Linked DNA regions of Dromaius novaehollandiae: region 1 is linked to region 2. A link is a contact called in public Hi-C data. All regions are on one chromosome and are shown on one strand. The core of a region is the stretch at or near the end of the contact, and the rest is flanking DNA. Distances in the headings are between cores, read along the strand shown. Region 1 overlaps CAMK1D (calcium/calmodulin dependent protein kinase ID). Region 2 holds the start of CDC123 (cell division cycle 123).

Region 1 (4,249 bases), core at 790-3,289, 180 kb after region 2:
ACTAGTGCCTAAGTGAATACCCATGCATCTGCAGGTGATGTTTTGCGTTTGAGCTCTGTTGTGATCCAGATATGAGGCAGAACAGGGCATAACCTGAGCCTGTGTCCCAGCAAGGCAGAGAGCCCATGGGCTCCCTCACAGCATGCTTAGCTATGAGGTCCTCAGCATGAAGTCCATCGCAACGGCTGGAGTCAACCATTGTTTCAAAAACAGTCCTGGTGCTGCCATCAGCCTCCCTTTTGCACCATACTTGATGGTTAGAGGGTGCCTCCAGTAGCAAAACGGATTGCCTCTAGGCCTCCTCATCCTGAGGAGGTTCAAATAGCTCTCTCCCAATTCCCAGGAGGGAACCAAGCCATGTTTTAAGATGAGTAAGCAGGACCCCTTCCCAGGCTCTAAGCTGGGCTGCTGTGGACAGTGGGTCAAGAAGACATGGCAGCATGTAGAGTACTGGTAAGGAAATCCCCCGGGTAGTCAAGAAGCCAGGCCAGTCTACTCACAGGATCCTGTGAAACTAGAAATGGAGACAAGGATTACACTGTCAGGGAGTGTATCATGTGGCAGGGCACAGAGCAGAAATTGTGAGGTGTATGTGGATAGGTTTTGTCACAGCTGGAAAGTGTTACAGCTGCTTAACTACACAGCTCAGGTTTCTTGTTGTGAAGTGTCTCCAGCTTGACATTATCACAGCGCTATCTCATGGGAATACTTTATGAACATGGTACATAAGGCTGGCATTTGAGATAGATGACATACCGTGCAGGGGAAGCAAGTCTATTGAAATTGTTTGGGTCTTGAAAAATTTCTGGATATTCACCCTTGAGAGCTTAGAATAACAGGAGATCGCAGAGATGATGGGTAGGGTCTGAAAGACGAGGTGGGGAGAGGACAAGTGCTACAAGCATGCGCCAAGGGCTCCTGCCACCTCCTCACCCCTTCTACTGCTTGTGGGGGGTTATACCCCAGTTTTCCAAAGCAGCCAGGATCGTATGATCATGTTTCCTATCTGTTCCGGGTAATCACACAGAAGAATGGAGATCTTAAAGATACTAATTTCCTGCAACTGTTGTGAGCAGTCTGTGGTTTGGAGACCACGTGTGACCCCAAAGTTCAGCTCTGTGGCCTTGCAGCCACACACCGGTTTGGTTTAGCTAATTGGGCCAGCGGTTCAGTGTCCGAGCGCTGAGGGCAAGGCAGCAGGCATCTGCCTTTGGACGAGAATTTCCTCCTCCAGTCAATAGGTCAAATAAAGCGAGATAGGTGAAGTAGGGGCGGCAAAAGGTGTTGCAGTGGAAGGAAATTAGGAGAAAGTCAATAATGCCTTTCGACCAGCAACATTTCAGTTGTTGCAGTTCAGTTGCAGTTTCATGAATATGAGTTCTCTTCCATTCTTAATGCAAAGGACTGTTCAGTACTGAATCCAGTAAACCTCCAGGTCTATCTAACAAGAAAATTAAGTATATAGCTTAAAAAAGAGCAATGTAAGTGCAGGTGACATTTGTCTGGTTTTGTTCACATTCCTCCTCTGTCTGTAGCTGAGGTTTCTCTGTGTTTCACATTATTTGCAGGTGTGTTTGTGCATGAGAGAAGGGGAGACTGCTGAACTGAAAATGCTGGAGAGCAAAGTCCTCTCAGCATCCAGAGAACCTATTGCCGCTGCAATACCAAATACATGGTGGCTCCAGGAGGGAGCAGTGCGTTGCATATGGAGTAACAGAAATTAATCTCAGTGGCCAGTCAGTCTTCTAGCTTTCTTCTAAAGCTGCCTCTGAAGCTGTCCGTTTCAAGCAAGGGTCTGATCTGGGGACATCTGATAGCCTTTTATCTGCCAAGGGCTGCTGAACCCTCAGAGGATGCTAATCCAAGGCTACTCTCCCCAAGTACAAAGACAAACATCTTTGTTTTCCTCTGAAACTCTACTGCAAGCAGCCCCTCTCTGTGCAAGTCGTGGCATTTTCTTCAGAAATGCTTGGGGCTACCTCTCATGGCTGCTTGAAGTCATTGCGTACAGTGCCGTCAGTCGGTACACTATTTTCAGACCAAACAGTGGCGATATAAAATGCATTCCTGTTGGGCAGACTAAAACCATTAAGGAGAGGAAAGGACTCAATTTGGGATATAAAATCCCAGACGGTAGTCTGACGGGGCCTTTAAGTTCTGGAGGGGAATGAAGCAAGCAGGTGTTTTCTATCACATGCCCTGGGGGAAGAAGGCTTACGTGGCCACTCACTGCATGTGCTTTTCCCTCGTAACTCCTGCAGCTGGTTGTTGATATCAACCAGATACATCAGAGAGGGGGAATTCTGCATGATATTTAGTTCCCACAAAAAACAGGCAATGAGATAGAGGAGGGAGACCTGTCTGAGGGTGGAATGGGTGCTAGGAATTCACCTTTTCTAAAGTACCAGAGTATTCACATGTGAGAGAACCTGATAAATAACTTTACCTGTGAAAAAAGCCTAGGTTGGAGCTTGCACTTCTTATTTTCATGCCAGAAAGTCTGCATGGGAGGGAAACCTGGACAACGGGAGAAATGTCATACTGAGCTCTAATCACGCAGATATCAGTGGGGAGTATGCATCTGCAAAATACCCATCCTGGAAGAAGTTTGGGGACCACGGAATAGAAAAGGGAAGGGGCAGAGTTAAAGATATAGTGCCTCCCATTGACCACATCCGGGCGGTTTTCAAAGGTCCTACTTATAAGAGTTGGAATGGCAATTTAAATGCTTCCCTTGGCCAATGGCTGAATTCCTCAAACTGAGTAGCCCACATGCTGCTGGCAAAACACTCTGCAGCAGATTATGGGTGTATGTGGCAATAACATTCGGTTGCACAGGCATTTGGTTGCACAAAAGATACATATCCTTACTGACTCAGGTTTTGTTAGTTCTGGCTTTCACAAAATTATGTGTGCTTTCTTGTGGCATTTTATCCGTGATGTGTGCTGTTCATGGAGGTGCAGCGTTAAATGTCATGCCTTGCAAATGTACCGCTCTGGCTGGGAAAGAGCTGTTATGTCGGCAACCTGCCCTACTTAAACGGCTCTCTTGTTTGCTCAAGGTTTTTTGTATAGTGTTCTTCTAAACGATCCTGGTTTTCAGTGCAGAAGTTTGTTAAATGTGATAGATGTTAATATAAGTGATTCAATCATAGTTTATACTACGCCTTTGCAGCTAGGATTCTTAGCGTGTTTTCCTGGCAGCCCGGCAGCCAAAGCAACAGCAGAAGCAAGGTCCTCTGCTTTCATCCGTACAGAGTGCTACCCCTCTAATTAATGATCTGGAGCAATATGCAACCAGTTTTCGTTCAGCTGCTTGGCCTCCAGGATGGTCTGGAGCTGGCAGGGATGTACAGGACACTGAGTCATTAAAGGATTTAGTTACCCTTCTTGTACATCAACTTCCATATTGTAATTCTTGCTTCTGAATAGCAACCTCCAGCCAAAGTCCACGGAGTACATTGATTTTGTTGCAGACGTTGAAGTGAGTTTCGTCCGTTAGGGCTAGTTCTGGTCCAGCAGGACTTCTGCCCTTACGGTGTCGGGTCAGTGACCCGTGGTGGCTCTGTGCCAGGCAGTGGCAAGGGTCGATTTTAGCGTCATTAAAGCGCCATGCCATGCGCTTATCTCTGCTCATCGTGCCTGAGCACACCCAGTCCTGTGTCTGTGATGCAGTGCCAGGGGCCTCTTCTGTTCAAGCCAGGTCTTGTTTCGGGGGCAGGTTTCAGCCTCTTTGGAGAAACAAGTCCTGCTTTTCTGTGTTTCGGCAGCTTTAGCGTTCGGGGAGATCTGACAACTCATTGATGATGCTTTTGTGAACTGACCCTACAGCAAGCAAAGGGAACCGGTTTGTGCTTAGTGCACTGTAGCATGTTTCAGAGCAGATCAAAACCTCTCCCGGCAGCCCGTGTTTGCACAGCTGCCACGCTCAGAAAAGTTATCCCAGAGTCTTTGGTTGCCCGGTTCAATTTGCCCCTCTAAGTCCTGGGTGGCAATTTGATCATTAACTTATATGTTAAAGTATTGCTCAAGTGCAACGTTTCCTCCATGCACTTATTTTGCTGACACCTCTGTAAAAGCACATGAGCAGAATCACAGACCTGTGATTTTGCCTGGTTACTTGTGCATTGAGCCTTGCCGCAGGATTAATCACTCTTCGTGTTTTATTTCTCCTGAAATTTCCCTGATTCCTCCCTCCAGGTGTGTTTTCCACTCCTTTGCCCCCTGGATTCCAGCATGTTTTGGACTT
Region 2 (4,477 bases), core at 220-2,719:
GTATCATTTGAGTGAAAATCATAAAAAGCTAGCAGGGCAGCCTGGGAACTTGACTACTTGATCCACGATGAGATGAACTCTACGAATGTAACTTTTTAATAGTTATCAGTGCAATTTTAAGAATAGGCCAAAATAGCCAGGTTTATCACCCTTCGTAGCATGAATCAATAGTACTTGCATTCTAAACTATGAAAAAGTATTTGGCCTGCTTATACCTCCTCTGATGGCTTTCACAGCTAATATTACGGGTATTATAGGACATTACTGACAAATCATGCTACCTGCCCCATTTACCTCTTGTGGGGTCAAATTCAGGCCCGAAAAAGTCACGCCATTCACAGATGGTGTAACTTTATCCTCATTGCTTATTCTCTTATGGAATGACTTCCTTTGAAGGCATCTTCCAACCCTCTGACATCAGTTTCAAAATTACCCTTCCCAGAAGTTAAAATCTTAAGCCAAGTGAGGCCTACACGCCTGCTTACAGAACAGCCATGCTACTGGGGCTTCACATCAATCTATCCAAGCCACAGTCGATGGATTAGCTTTTCTATATCACTTTTCAGAAGGTTTTATCTGACCCAAACTATGTACCCCAGTTGACAACCACAAGTTTTAATGGGAACTCAGCCACGGTGTCCTCAGACAAGCTCAGGGTGGAACAAAATAAAAAAAAGTTAATATCTGAGGGTCTCTTTCAAAGAACACGCAGAAGGGACCCTGTCAACTACTTTATGGACAATTTAACCAGCAGCATTTTAACATACGTGTGCTCAGGATAAACGTAACTAAAAACCTCTAAGTCACTTTAATCCAAAATTAACTTGCTACCATCAGTCTGTGCACTCACATCTCACCAGTTTGAATCTAAAAACAAAACCAATTAATTAGCAGAAGTTGATGGGAGAGAGGGAGAAGGGAAAAGCTACGTGTGTGGGGGGGGGGGGGGGAAGGATCGTTTTTGTCCTTATGTTTAGCAGCGTGGATGGCCCACGTGGCACTGAAAAAAATATGGGAAAATAACTGTTTCTTGCCCTATAGATGAAGAGAAAAAAAGGAAAATACAGGGAGCGTTTCACCCAGCCCTTCACCCAGAGGTGGCCGGTAACCGTCAGCCCTCGGCGGCCCCAGCAGGAAGGGTAAGAAGACACAGGAGCAAAGGAAGAGAGACAGCGGCAGAAGTCACCGGGCTTCAAATGGACGTGTCCCCCCCGCCCCCCCCGGGACACGGGCGCGCACGTACGAGACCGCGACAGGGCCCGGCAGCCGCGGGCCGGGGCGAGCCGCAGCCCAGCGGCGCAGGAGGCCCTCGGGAGCGGGACGGCGAGGAGCGAGCGCAGCCGGGGCTGCGGCCGGGCCAGCACCGAGACCCGGCACCGAGCGGCAGCGTCGGCGGCCGAGGCGAGGCGAGGCGAGGCGAGGCGGTTGAAGCCGGGTGCGCCGCCGCTCTGGGTCCGGGTCCGGGTGCGCCACCGCTCCCGGTCCGGGTGCGCCGCGGGCTGCAGTGGAGGTTCCGGGCGGAGCGGGCGCTTCCGGGAGCGGCGGGGCGAAGCGGGCCGGACCGGACCGGACCGGACCTGACCGGACCGGACCGGGGGAGGATGAAGAAGGAGCAGGTGGTGCACTGCCAGTTCTCCGTGTGGTACCCGCTCTTCCGGGCCGTCACTATCCGCAGGTGAGGGCGCCGGGGCCGGGAGCTCGGGCCGCGCTGGGGGCCGGTTCGGGCCTGGTTCGGTTGGGGCGTGTGGGGCCGGGCCGGGGGGAGAGAAACTACCAGCCGGGGCTGGAGCTGACTGACCGTATCGAGTGCAGGCCCCTGTCGTTGCCCAAGGAAACAGAGGCTGAAAGCTGCTGAACAGAGTAACGGAGCTCCTGTTTCGGGATATTCCTGAAAATTGTAGATATTTCTGCAGTGTCAGGGCAAAGACCCACTGCGGTAACACAGAACGAGCCGTAACTTGGGAAAGTTAAATTCAACGTGGCGCTGATGCATAAAAAAAGCTGTAAGGTCAGGTGTTTAGCAACAAGAGCGTTTGTTCCCTCATGATTTTTAATATTTAAAACGTGTATTTTTGGCCGATTCAGTGATAGTCATGTGGTTTTTGAATGTGCAGCTGGTACAGGGAAATATAGTTTTGGATCTGAGAAACCAAGCGTTGGTTTTGAACAGCGTGTAGTGTCCTGTCTCCTGCCTCAGCTGCATGCACACTCAGAATTTCTTAGGGTTTTGAAGCAAGAAGAAGGTATTTTTACGCATTTCACTTAACATTTCTATATCTTTCCTTTTCCTCTGCCTCCCTGGGGTGGGGGGAAAGGAGTTGCTTTTTGGGAAAGGATGAGAAGTGAGAGTTTTCCACCGCGTAAGAGAACAGAACGTATCATTACTGAAATATGTTCTATTAACAAATATTATTTTTATTTAACTTGAACGAATTTATTATTAAAGTTATTTTCTTGTTTCTCCAGTGTTATACTTCCCCTGCCAGAGAATGTGAAAGAATATTTGCTGGATGATGGAACGCTTGTGGTTTCTGGAAGGTAAAGAGTGTTGTTTCTACCCTCCACCCCTTCAATTATTAATGCTATTTTGTATTCACAGTACTATTTTGTATTTGCATTTAATAATTTCTGTAATGAATTTTGCAAATTTGACCAGTCTGGCTGCAGTAAACTGAACACTGTGTGGACGGGCTATAGGTAAACACATGAAGGTGTGTATTAGCTAACATGTAGCTGTTGTTAGTAGTAAGATTTGACTTGATAGTGCCTGGTATAGATCCTAAAATTCATGTAATACTCTCAATTCTAGACCAACTGGGGACAGTTTTCTTGAGTTTTCTCTGCCTTTTCGTGCAGAACCTACCTACTTTTCAGGTTTTGGTGCACAGCCTGCGAATCTGTGTTTGGTTGCTGTGGTACAGTTGGCTCCGATTCTGTGGCTTGGCCTGTGCTGCACCACTCGCATGCCTGCAGCCTTATTCAGCAATGATGTGTCATTACTGGAGTTTAATTCTCAATAAGATGAACTAAATTAAATATAAAATCTTACTGATTATTGAGCTTGTATAATCATTTGATAACATATAATCTGTGCATGTGACTAGGCCCGAATGTCCCAGGATTTTTGGTTGTAGAAGGGTGGGGTAAATGGATATGAAAAACAGTAGTCAAGAACTGTTCTTACTGTTTCAAGTTCTCAAAGAACTTTGTTCTTTGTTTTCTGCTTAGAATCTCACTGTATGGCTTCCTTGTAAAAATGATTATTGTATACATCTTGGTAACGATCAGACTTGGAAGTCGATCCATGCTATATCATTCCTTAACTTGTGGTTTGCCTCTCCCACAGAACAACCAGTTAGGATGTGTAGATAAGGGAATCAGTTTCTATAAAATGGAAGCTGTTTGAACACCTTATAAAGATGAAGGCTTTTCCCAATTTTAAAATCTTTTTTATAAGAAGTATCCAGAAAATTAGAATCATTTTCCGAACAGTTTTGAATAAGAAGTGATATTGTCACCTGTTTCTAGTTAATTATGTGATTTATTTAGCAACAGCCATGTAACTTGTAATCAGACTTCAGAAAAGCTGAAACTGGTGGTTTGAGTGTGTAGCTATGGCACAGGAACAATTTCTGCTGTCTCAGTGGAATGATAGACAGCTGTATAATAGATTTAAATTATATTTTTAAGCTGTTTCTGATTTAAAATCCCTTTTTAAAAACAGTTTTTCTGTGAGCTTAGCTTTCTTAGGTAGAAGTCAATGTGATCTTCCTACAGTCAGGGCCAACATCAGTTTTAAACCTCAGTCAGCCAATATCTGACCTCTAGATCTCAAAAACTGAACTGGTAATTTAATCTCTGTGGAAGTGTAGTAAGGAACTGCAGAGACTTAGCTTGTTGTAAACTGGCTTTTACTAATACCACTTCAGAGCTGTTATTTGAACTTATCCTGCTTGCTGCACTGACTTGCTGTGAATAAGTCTTTTTCAATAACTTGGTCTTCTACTTTTAAGATTTTTGTGCTCAGTGGTGTTGGCTAGAGAACTCCAAAAATCGCCTTCATGGGAATATTTACAATGAAGTGCCTCTTTCCAGATGTGCTGCTATTTACAACAGCTGATCTCATATGTGCAGGAAAAGGAATTTTTAATGAAGATGTTAGTGACCCTGAAACCAGCTTCTGTAGGCTGTGAGAACCTTCCCAAACTGTTGGATCTTTTTTCAAATTTTACAAGTTTGTGCTTGGAAAAGGAGTGGGCAAGGCGAGCATAATACAAGGTGAACTTGTAAAGAATGCTGCTTAATTCATGCTGTTTGTGAGAGTATGGTAAACTTTAGGAGAGAATGACTGATAGAATGTTGAAGAAGCTTGAATTATGTTTTTTTCAGAACAGAAAGTGATCGGCTAATTGGAAGGAAGCAAAGCGTTTTGAATAGGGCCCAAGTCTAATGCCAGGGTGTTCTGTCTTCAGTTTTT

What was found. A called contact is a pair of places that touch in the nucleus more often than the background predicts.
Region 1: a Hi-C map of ovary shows a contact between it and region 2, with 2.7 times the contacts expected there. The contact joins the enhancer-like site here to the promoter of CDC123 in region 2. A contact is called at or near these places in 3 of 4 Hi-C or Micro-C datasets (brain, liver and ovary).

Annotation. Positions count from the first base shown.
Region 1 is chr1:3,824,767-3,829,015 of bDroNov1.hap1, forward strand. All of the region lies in intron 2 of CAMK1D (calcium/calmodulin dependent protein kinase ID), which reads left to right. Among named protein-coding and RNA genes, the nearest start is that of CAMK1D, 120 kb to the left of the region's middle. Within about 2 kb of position 2,040, at least 1 of the 2 cell types and tissues checked has open chromatin away from gene starts, as enhancers often do.
Region 2 is chr1:3,640,752-3,645,228 of bDroNov1.hap1, forward strand. It overlaps CDC123 (cell division cycle 123), which reads left to right and starts at 1,470. Exons shown (of 13, transcript XM_026119288.2): 1 at 1,470-1,675; 2 at 2,467-2,538. The coding sequence starts at 1,602. It overlaps NUDT5 (nudix hydrolase 5), which reads right to left and starts at 1,455. Exons shown (of 10, transcript XM_064503815.1): 1 at 1,244-1,455.